Linked DNA regions of Mus musculus: region 1 is linked to region 2. A link is a contact called in public Hi-C data. All regions are on one chromosome and are shown on one strand. The core of a region is the stretch at or near the end of the contact, and the rest is flanking DNA. Distances in the headings are between cores, read along the strand shown. Region 1 overlaps Clcn3 (chloride channel, voltage-sensitive 3). Region 2 holds the start of Clcn3 (chloride channel, voltage-sensitive 3).

What was found. A called contact is a pair of places that touch in the nucleus more often than the background predicts.
Region 1: a contact with region 2 is called in a Hi-C map of the G1E-ER4 cell line, with 2.0 times the contacts expected there. The contact joins the enhancer-like site here to the promoter of Clcn3 in region 2. A contact is called at or near these places in 3 of 39 promoter capture datasets (the 3T3-L1 cell line, the C10 cell line and pre-B cells), 3 of 15 datasets of contacts at CTCF or cohesin (CD8 T cells, the G1E-ER4 cell line and the NIH/3T3 cell line), 20 of 484 Hi-C or Micro-C datasets (CD8 T cells, the G1E-ER4 cell line, Th1 cells and 10 more), 8 of 115 datasets of contacts at active chromatin or transcription factors (CD8 T cells, the SCID.adh cell line, cardiomyocytes and 4 more) and 3 of 9 other capture datasets (adipose tissue, liver and pancreatic islet).

What each region holds. Positions count from the first base shown.
Region 1 is chr8:60,936,744-60,942,643 of GRCm38.p6, reverse strand. It overlaps Clcn3 (chloride channel, voltage-sensitive 3), which reads left to right. Exons shown (of 13, transcript NM_173873.1): 3 at 1,230-1,387; 4 at 3,997-4,096; 5 at 5,157-5,344. Among named protein-coding and RNA genes, the nearest start is that of Clcn3, 44 kb to the left of the region's middle. Within about 2 kb of position 3,778, at least 18 of the 459 cell types and tissues checked have an H3K27ac peak or open chromatin away from gene starts, as enhancers often do. A contact at or near this core is called in the G1E-ER4 cell line, epiblast stem cells and erythroblasts, where this site is marked.
Region 2 is chr8:60,980,321-60,985,845 of GRCm38.p6, reverse strand. It overlaps Clcn3 (chloride channel, voltage-sensitive 3), which reads left to right and starts at 2,535. Exons shown (of 13, transcript NM_173873.1): 1 at 2,535-3,070.

The DNA of each region.
Region 1 (5,900 bases), core at 2,529-5,028, 44 kb after region 2:
TGTTGTTCTGAAGAGACACCAGGGCACCTCTTATTTTAAAAGAAGCATTTAATTGGGGATTTGTTTACGGTTTCATAGAGTTAGGGCCATTATCATGGGAAGAAGCAGACAGGCATGGCACTGGAGCAGTAGCTGAGAGTTCCATAGGTAGTAGGCACAGTGCAGGGGAGAGGGAGTACAAAGGGAGGAGAGACAGACGCACGGAGACAGACACTGGGCTTGGATGGGTTTTGGAAATCACAAAGCCCACCCCACAGACACATCTCCTCCAATAAGGACACACCTACTCCAACAAGGACACACCTCCTAATCTTTCCAAATAGTTCTGATGGGGACTAAGTATGCAGGTATATGAGCCTATAAAAGCATTCATGTTCAGACTACTACAGTATATATTAGATGTGATAGCTTTCTCTTCCCAAAGGGTTTGTATTTAATATATGGACTTTTTGTCAAGGCCTCTCCACAAAACTAACAGCTCAGTGCAGTTACATACTTAAAAATTTGCATTTTATTTCATGTCTTAGATTGAACTTATTATCATAATTAAAAGCTGCCTGTATTTCTTCAATTCCCCAGTTGTCTTTTAGCATTCCAGGACCTTCTTTAAGTTTGTTTAATCATATAAAATATATAGTAAATAGGTGACTAAGATTTATTTAACCCTAATGAAGGAACCAGCTTGATGATAAAACTGATTCAGAGAACCTGTGAGGCAGACATGTGTGTAGTCTGTGAAGCAAAGAAAATTATTTTAAGACATAAAACAACAAAGAACAACAAAAAAGTTTACAATTCTGAGAGTTATCTTTCCTACTAGAAAGCAACAACTTACATTTTACTAGATGAAAATCATTTTCAGTTTATCAGTCTTCAAAAGTTGTCTTCTAACTTGATGGAGTCTATTTTATTACCAGTGGTAAAAAAATTTTGTAGAAAAAAATTTTATTACCAGTGGTAAAAAAAAATTTGTAGAAATTCATACAAAATTCTCTTGGCCAGAGTATCAGGTGACCGTTAGGTTGATTGAGTATCAGATGACCGTTAGGTTGATTGCTAATAGAACTGTGTGAGGTCATGAGTATTATTTTTGCCTTATTTCTAATTTTGGGTAGTCAATGTTTCTTCTACTTTTCAGTGATTTGTGATGACATTTGCAACTTACCAATTTCTAAAGAAGTTGCAAAACTCACTGTCAGCTTATAAAATAGACTTTTTTTGTCCTGTAGGAACTCATTATACAATGACAAATGGAGGCAGCATTAATAGCTCTACACACTTGCTGGATCTTTTGGATGAGCCTATCCCAGGTGTCGGTACCTACGATGATTTCCATACTATTGACTGGGTGCGAGAGAAGTGTAAGGACAGAGAAAGGCACAGACGGGTGAGTACTTTCAGCATTTTATAAAAATAGTGCAAGATGGATCGTTTACAATTGTATTTCTGCCACTGATTGCAGGCCACTAAAACATTATACATTAAAATATATTTCGACATGTGATACATTTTTCTCTGCTTTGTCTTGATGTTTCCTCTGTAGCTCCTTTGTATTCTGTGTTCTTCTGTATAGGGTTTGAGGTAGTTTAAAAACAACAGCAACAAAAACACAGTTAGACACATTAGGATAGAAAGGGAGAAATGCAGCTTAGGAACTGGGTAAAGACTGGCCAAGCTTAATGAGGTCACCAAGATACTTGCTTTCAGCATCTCAGTAGCTAATGCAAAAGGAACGTTGTTGCCAAGTCTAATATGAAAGGACGATAATGTACCAGAAACAAAGAAGATATCACTTTGTAGGATTTTGTAGTTCCTTACCATTTTACTGGTAATAAATGCTGAAGTATTTCTCAAGTATCCTGGATTAAGTTTTTGATTTTTTTTCCCCCCAAAGGGAAGCCAGAAAGAAAATTGAGGCATAGTAGTGCATGTCTATAATTTCAGCAATCAAGAGGCTGAGTTGCAGGAATCCAGTATAGGCTAAATAACAAGACCCTATCTCAAAGCAGAACAATCCTGACTCCAAATCCCACAGTATAGTGAATGCACACTGGTATCATCTAAAATGCACTTTTTCAAAACAGAGAAAACCTGTCTAGAAAAAAACCAAAAACAAAAAACTAATTCACTTAAAAATTGTAACTGTAAACTCACTATTTTAAATGTAACTAATATAAAAATAATACATTTTTCAAAATTAAAAAGTATTTGCAGAGTGATTTTTTTTAGTAGTCTTCATGATTGCCTGGCTTAATAAAAGACCGATACATTCTCATATCTGCTTTTCATCGTAGCAGCTTGTAAAAGATGAGCTCTTACGTGCATTTTGAATTGTCTTAACTCCAGCTTTGTTAAATTAAAATCCATTGCTTTACCTTGAACTTTGAGAATACATTTTCTTAACATGAAATTATCATGTAGAAGATACTAGTTTGCTGATCTATGTGGATTGTCAGATGTAGACAGCGGTTGGTTAATTGGTTGGTTGGTTGCTAGGTCGGTTAATTGGTTGGGTGGGTCCTGGGACTTTAACTCAAGGCATATACAATCTGACTAAGCTGGACATGGTTTCTCATGCAGAGCTTCCTGAGTTTCATGGCCTTCTGTTGTCTGTGGAGTTTTCTTTGAGAACTATTTTATCTCATATTGATACTTTTTATAAGATAGTATCATAATACAAGTATCAGAAAATTTCCACTGAGTAAGAATACTGTTTTTGTTTTTTTGTTTTGTTTTGTTTTTAATTTGTTTACAAAGTGACAGGTACTATTACCAGTGGGTATTTTGGTTTTTGTTGTTGTTGTTTTAAGAAAGCAGTGCAGCTTATTTAACTGATACTATATTGTTAAACATTTAGGTGATATCTATATTTTTGTAGCTTGGTGATGAATCAACACTATTTTACACACAGTGTTCTTGTACTGAAAATGGACCAGTAAGAGTTTATTGAACATCTGCTGTGTACAAACAGAAGAATAAGAAGAATGGCAGAGACTGTCTGAAAATGACTTAATACTATCTTTTAAAAATATGCTTATTTTTTATCAAGGAAAAACAAAGTGGAACTTAGTGACCACTTGTAAGACTTTCTAAAAAGTGGTTGATATCTGTGTTTGGATGCTTCTATTTGAAAGGGATATGATTTTCTTATTCACTGGGTCTTTTTAATTGGTCCTGTGGCTTTTGAATAGATGATCCACTCAAAATAGATCAGGTCATTGAATTCTTGCTGTACTTTTCTACAGGCTAGTTGAGCATTGTGGCCCTAGATGGACAATAGAGCTTCTTAAAGCTAAGCTGTGAGCAAGACAAAAGAAGCTAGTTTGGAATGGGTTTAGAAGTGCATTCTTGGGGAGACAAGCATGCTATTACAATAGCATACTGCTATTGTTAATGAGGGGAGATTTGCATCAAATCCGCTTTCTTCTTGTTAATCTCTTAGCTGCATGCAGTCAATCAGTCGAGGACAGTTTTCTTCTGGCTTGCAGGGAAGTCTTTGGCTGTTACAAGTAGGATTAGAGCTCTACACCTATGTATTCACAGTTCTGTAACTTGGGGGGATCACTCTGCTGGTGTGACTCAGGTATTATATTTTTGAGCAGTTTTTGTTCATTAATTTCAACTTTTAAACATAATTATATGTTACTAAAGTACTGAAGCCAGACTTTTACAGCTATATTATCTAACTTGTGATGTGTAAACTATCTGTGTGTAGCAGATAAGGTTTGAAACAGTGTAGATTAGACTTCCATGTGGCCCGTGGGCCCTAACAGTCAAATCCAGATGTTCTTATTTAAAAAACAAATAGATCTTTGCTTGATGTGTGGCCTCTGGCTATTAGGTACAGCTGCCCTGCAGAGTGATTTTTATCCCAAATTTGCTTTGTTATTCTTTAGTTTACAAGGTACTTTCTGTGTTATGAGACTTGAGAAAATTAAGTAGACTCAAGCATTGTAGAAATACAGTTTAAGAAATGAAACATATTTGTAATTTCAGATCAACAGTAAAAAAAAAGAATCAGCATGGGAAATGACAAAAAGTCTGTATGACGCCTGGTCAGGATGGCTTGTTGTTACACTGACGGGACTGGCATCAGGTAAGGGGAAGGCTTAAGGGAAACTTTTGCTTTATCTTGCTTGGCTTTGCTTTTAAGTTAACTGGATAACCCCCTCCTCCTTTTTGGGTACATTAGAATTTTTTAGAGTGCTTACGTTTCTTAGAAAAAAGTAAATATGAGATCAGGCGACTGAGTCTGATTGACTGGGCGCTTTGTCTTATCAATTTGGCTGTCCACTGTGACTGCCTAGTCCTAGAGAGAGAAGTTGAACTACTAGCAGCTGACAGTGTGAATCCCACTAGGGGTAGTAGAATCACTCTCCGCCTCCATCAGGCAAGACAGAAAACAGGAAAAAGTAAGATATTTGTGAAGACCAGAGAGAGAGAAGTATTGATAAGTGGCATGCGTTAAGAATGTTGTGCTCAGTCTGTCTGACCTATTGATTTCTTGTGATAAGAATGATCTAATTTGATCATAACTTTATATATTTTCAATATTTTGTCATTAAGATAATCTTTATATGTATAGCTTTCTGTTAATTAAGAAAAATTTCAAACTTACATGAATAATTCAGTGAATGATATGAACTTCCTTAATTATACATAATGAACATTTTACTCTATTCTTTTGTATTGAGACAATCTCAATATGTAACTCTGGCTATACTGGAACATGATACATAGACAAAGGCTGGCCTTAAACACACTGAGATCTAATTCTGCCTTCCTCGGCCTCCCAAGTGCTAATATTAAAGGTGTGTGCCACCATGGCTCTCTACAAGCATTACATTTTAATGAGCTCTAGTCTACTGACTAGATGGAAACATGCTAACCAAAAGTCCTGATTGCAGTTGCTAGAGTTGTGATGTGTATTTCAGTACTTTTAAAATAACCTTTTCTCGTTTTAAGTTGTAATTAATTTTAATGATGTGAGTTGGTTTTAATTCCAAACAAAGAATTCCAATTACTTAGAAAACAGTTCCTAACTGACTCTTTATCTATGGGATGATTTTTGCTTTTCATTAATCCTTAACTAGATAGTTTCAACTCTCTCTACATAGCCAGCCATATTTTGAACCATTTCCATTGTATTCTTACAGGGGCACTAGCTGGATTGATAGACATTGCTGCTGACTGGATGACTGACCTGAAGGAGGGCATCTGCCTCAGTGCATTGTGGTACAACCATGAACAGTGTTGTTGGGGCTCTAATGAGACAACGTTTGAAGAGAGGGATAAATGTCCACAGTGGAAAACATGGGCAGAGTTAATCATTGGCCAAGCAGAGGTAAGTCTTTGCTGGAGTTAGTTTCTGCTAGGTATAAGTAAAAAAAGCAAACCTCCGTAGCAGAGGAATGGAAGATATGCATAGTGAGAGCAAGTGCAGATGGTCTCCAGCAGCCTGCGTGGTACTTACTGCATAATCACATGAGTGGCATGGTCAGGATGTGGGTTTAGGGCAAGGTGTGACAGAAGTATAGTTCTTGCAACAGGAGCTGTGCGAAGTTGATAGAAAGTTATTAATGTGGATTAATACATTATGTCACTAATGTTGGAATATGAATTATGGAAGTGTGAGATATATTTTATAATTTATAAAATCAGCTTCTAAGTTGAGATACTTAAAGAAATTTGTACATTTTTAACTTAATTAAAATAGAATACATCCTTTCTCTCTTCCCGTTCCTCCCTCTATGCCCTCCCAGGCACCTTCCTTCCAACTCCCCCTGTGCTCTCCTTATCTTAAATCATTATTACGTGTGTATGGGGGTGCGAGTGCGTGTGTGCCGAGCCCACACACATAAATATATGAGTACATCTTTCGGAGTCCATTTTTGTTTGTA
Region 2 (5,525 bases), core at 1,286-3,785:
CAACTTAAAAAGAGAAAGTGACCTTTTGCAGATAAATTACTTCTGTGTCTCTGAATACCTCCAGTATATTAGAATGTATACTAAGACATTATTCCAGGGCGGGCAGCATATTTTAGCTCCCCAAAGACAGCCTTGTCTGTTTAATCCCTAGAATCAATAAGTTAGGTTATGGGAAGACTCTGCCTTTCACTGACGGCTTTGAAGATGAGGGAGTAAATGAGCCAAGAAATTCAAATGTTTTCTAATAACTTCAACAGCACCAAGGCTGATTCCTCCCTCAGGCCTCTAGAAGAAAACAACTTAGCCAACTTTGATTTTAACCAGTGAGACTTGTGTCAGAATTCTATCCTATAGAACTCTCATATAATAAATACCTGTGCATAGCAACAGGAGAGTCACACAAACTCTCATTAAAGTTCTAAGAATTTTGATAGTCAGGCTGCTGGTTTTTGTTTGTTGTTCTTTTATTTTTTTTATAAGTCTATAAAAATTCCTTGCTGAGAATTATCTCTGCCGTAAGAATATCACTCTTAAAAGGGTTGATAAGATCCCTGTCAATGAGGACAAGGGACGAGATGATGTTGCAAGTGTTCCTGTCACAGCACTTATACTACACAGTGCCAGGGATGTCCCGACTCTTTCTTTCAACTCAGGTCTGTTAAAGAAGAGATTTTGTGTCAGCTGATTTTTTTCTGACAAGAATCTTGGAGGAATCACAAAGAAGTTGATTTCTTGGCTGTAATCTATTTTTTGATGACGCTATCACACAGAACATTATTGAATGTGGTGCTTCTGAGCCTCACACATTTAAGGAGTGTTAGAACCTAGTAGGGAAACCCCCACCCAATTCCCGATTCGGCATGCACCCAAAAAATCACGAAGGACCATCCTGATGTAATTACATGAGGACGTTTAATTACGGAGCTCCAGACCGACATGCATCCCACATAGGAGATAACAGATGTCGGCCACGAGGCTCGAAAGCTAGGGGTTTTTATGGGATAAGGGGCTTATCTTTGTTCACATAGTAACCAGTTGATGTATGACTTTACCCGGTGTCATGGGGCAGTAGACAGAGGGGAGGTTCCGGCCAGATGGTGTCGACTCAGACAAGATAGCCTTGCCTGCGCCGTCCTTGCATTTTTTCATTTTTACAGTCAAGCTGTTCTTAGGAATGTCTTAACAACAGCCCTGTCTGTTCTGCTTTGTTCTCGGCCCCAGGCCACGGGCTCATAGACAACTCTTTTACATGAATCACAAGTTACAAAATCTCATTTTCCTTCAGGAGTACTTACAGAAAGGCTTACATCTAACCTGGAAACAGTTAAAATTATTTCTCTGAAGAGAGTAAAGATTGAGAACTACTAGTGTGGTTGGATGTATGCCAGAAATTAAGTATTTTACTTCTGTCAAGCTTGAAGTAGAACACAGCACTTCTGGTATGCCACAAACTGTGCCCACCACATGTTTTAAAATAAATTATTCTCACAAATCAGTGTATAAGTGTTACCAAAAAACCAACCAACCAAACAAACAAACGAAAACAAATGTATAAGTAGACAGTTTTCTTGTCTACTTAAAGGAGTAATCTTTCACAAAAGAACTAAAACAGTTCAGAAGGAATCTGTCATCTTTATAGAAAATAGATCGATTGGCTATGACTACTGCTTTTAATAAAAAATCTAGACGCTCCCCCTGCAAAAGAATCAGGCTACATGTCAGCAGTGAGAGCTCAAGTCACACTTAATATATGTAAGACAGTAAATATACTAGGACATTAGTATTCATTAGGCGATATATAAATATACATGAGACACTCAACCAAGACATGTCTTAATTCTGCCACCCAGTGGCGACTGCCATCCTGGTCCCACAGGTCTTGTCCAGTTACAAACACTGCACCTACCTGTTCACCAGGCTCTTGGGCAAGCTCTGGCCGAGGCCAGGAATTTATTTATGCACCTCCCTGCTGAGTCACAATACAGCTCCTTGAGCAAGGGGAACAGGCTTCCTATATATTGTGACACACGACAGGAACCCAGTATGTAAGACCACGTGGAACCCTCAGCTCTTTGGAAATGCATGGTGTCTAAATTTGGACTCATCAGGATTTTCTTTGGTATTTTTTTGTTAAAGCGCATAACCTGCGACGGCGCATAAGGCTGGATGATACCGTAGTACACTCTGTACACCATTACAGGCCCTGTAGCATTAGACGCGGCTCTGGAACCCCGGGGGTCATACGCTCGCTTCCGCCTGCTTCGGCTTCTCACCGCTGAGCGGAAGCCAGGCATTGCCACGATGCCGGGGACCGCACACTTCCGAAGCGCTTTCTCCGCCGGGGAGAACGTGAGCGACGTGAGAGCAGGTGGCACCTCGGCCGCCCAGCGTGGCCTTCGAGGCTCCCCTAGGAGGTCTTCTCCCGGCCACGCCCTGGTCACGCCCATCGCTCCATTCCGACCAATAGGCGCAGAGGTGCCTCCCAGTGCGGCCGTGGAAGTGCTTGGACGGTGGGACGCCGAGCGGCCGTTCACGTCAACGCGCTGACGTCACGCGCGTGCGACGCACCTGTCGGGCTCCGACTCCTGCAGCTTCTCTTCCAGTTCAGCGGGTCAGGGCTGGTCGCGGAATCGCTCGGCTGTCACCTCGCCAGCTCGTTGCCGGTGCGCTCGGGGCGGGCCGTCCGTCCGTCTGTCCGGAGGATGAGGCTGGAGTGGGCGGAGGCGTGAGAACCGCGTTACTTTCCTCCCGAGGTGGAGCGCGACTGCTCCTGTAGTCCTTGGAGAGCGCAGTGAGCCTCCAGTCGGGGCAGAGGCGGGTTGGTTTGAGGGCCCGCTGGAGCCGGAGGATTGAACTTCACCCTGAAACCAGCCTCCGCCGGTCCCACCTGGCCGCCTTTACGTAACCTCTCCTGAAAGGCCGGTAGCAGTAAAGTCCGCCGGGGTGGCCACCCGGCAGCGGTGTCCCGGTGAAGCTCCCGGGGCGGCTGGCGCGCGATCGCAAGCAGATGCGGGGTCCACAGGCAGCGCAGCCACCAGCCGCCCAGCTTGCTATGCCTCTGAGCTGCAAGGTGAGTCGCCAGCTGTCAGCTTCACGCCTTGACGGTGGACCGCGAGGCCGGGCTCTGGCCGAGGTGCCCACCTACCTGCTGTCCAGCCCATTAAAATCTCTCCTGTTCCCTCCCGGAACCTTCGAAGGACCTATACGTAGAATTAAAAACTAGGAACCAGCACAGAATTAGTCTTGAATTTACAGTTTGCTCAAGTTTAAAAACGTTTAGGTTTTTTTATTTTATCTTATTTGGTCTTTAGACTTATGCATATCAAATCATTTTTTGTGTGGATATTTGCGTTTTGGTAGTAAACTTGTTGAAACAGAAGTTACTTTAGAGAACTTTTCGTCCTGTGTGCTTTATTTAAAGTATGGCGTTTTAAAATTAGACCACAAGGAAGTTAATTGCATATTCATCGGGTGTGTTCTAATTCTAGGCCGAGATTTCGATTTCCTTTGAAAAGGATGACTCTTTAAGACAATTGGACCAAACCTTTTAATACCTCTCCGCGTGTGCGAGTATAAAATTTAAAAAGTTCAGTTCTGCAAACTTTTTTTGAGCCGTGTATTCAGTTCCTGCACGATCACTGTGGCTTATATATAACTGATACTTTGTAGATGTACTTTTTACCCATGAAAAATTTAGATTATTTTCCTTGGGTCAGTTTTACATACCTCTGTAAATTACAAAAAAAAAAAATGGTTTTTCAGTTCGGGAGTATATACAAGAAGTCCAATGCTTATGTGGATGTTGTTGAGCAGTTTTGAGAGGTGCTGTTTCTGCTGATGTGTTGTTTGTTGTTTTTTAAATATGGCTTTAAATTTAAGTGTATGACGTATGGGTATTTTCTCACATTGAATGTTTATATGGTGTTGACAGAATTTATCACAGATACTGTTCAACCCCTGCCCCTTCCTCTCCCTTTGCTACTTACTTCAAAGCCTCTCTTTGAGTGGCAGCTCAAATTATTTTAAGAGGTCAGTATAAATAACTAAGGTCATTGCTTGGAAATAGTGCCGTCTATGTACCTTATGAAAACTTTAAAGAATTATTCTGATTCTGAATATATGGAGTTCAGAAGAACAGATTTGTTAAAGTTCTGGGCTTTTTGGTAGAAAAATGGCAAATGTCCAGGTCATGTTGGTGATAGGCTTTCTGTTTCCTGTTGTGACAAGTTGGTAATAATTTTCAGACTTCTCAGGAAGCCAGATTTGATCTCTGTGGTGGGTCATATATCAAAGCAGCATCCTGTGGGGTTTGACCACTGATTCTGCTTTGTAGAATTTCTACTTGCTTTGTAGTCAAAATTGTTAGCAGACACTTCCAAAATATATGATATAATACATGTAAATAGAATACATTCTCTCTCAATTTATTTTTCATTAATTCCATAAAGTAAATACATTGACTTTTTTCCAATTAACAAGTGTGGAAACTTGAGAAAGAGTTGAACTATCATTCCTAAGGTCTCACAGCAATAAGTGTCAGACTGAGCTCAGCAGTGTCATCCCAGAACTTTTGCTTTCAATCCTCAATGGCTACAGGGTCTTGCAAGCACTACTAGGTGACATTCTACTGAAAAGTTGGAGTGAGAGTCATGGCGCCATAGTTCCATACATTTGTAATTTGTAAAAGGAGTGCCCAATTGCAGAAACTCTTCCAAGTGTTGTTGTTAAAAAGAGCATCCAGTACTATCACCTTAGTACATTTTTATGTCTTTATGCGCACATTCATATTTGTTAATAAGCATTGTGGCTACAATTCCTTTTGATTCCTAAAGATAAGTGTGCTTGGTTAGGTGTAAAGTGAAGGAAGACCCCCCCCCCCCCCCCCACTGTCTCACTGTCAGAGATTTGCTGCAGCCGGGAGGGAACCAAGTCAATCAACCAGATCTCCCCATTCTTTCAGGAGCAGTTGAATATGTTGTCTTTTCTCAGTCTTCTATAGCAGCTTTTAAATTGGATTATTGTTTTATCTTTTTTTTCTTATCAATGAGCCTTATATTCATCTGTATGTGTGTTTTCCCTCTTAGCCTTTTAAAAATTATGCAGTGTTTAATTTTCCTTTTCCTGGATGCTTGTTTTTGTTTTAATTTGCAAACTGTAATTGTGTGTATATATTTGAGGTACAAAGTGATACTTTGATAAAAGTGTATATTGTGGAAGCATTAAGTCAACCCCACATAGATCCGTTTGTCTTTCATGTGTGTGCTAGAGATAGAAACACTTGTATTTGAGGTAGCACACAGCTCATCTGTAGCTAGGGCCGTTGCACTGTACATTAAGTAGGTCACTTGGTAACTGAAACCTCTACCCCTGACTAGACCCACTACTCCCACCCCCATTCCCAGCCTTCCATCCCTGAGAACCACTGTTGCAACTCTGCTTTTGAATTGGACCGTTAGATCCCACATGAGACCATGCAGTGTTCTGTGCTTTTTTTTTTTTTTTTTTTTACTGTATCTATGATGGAC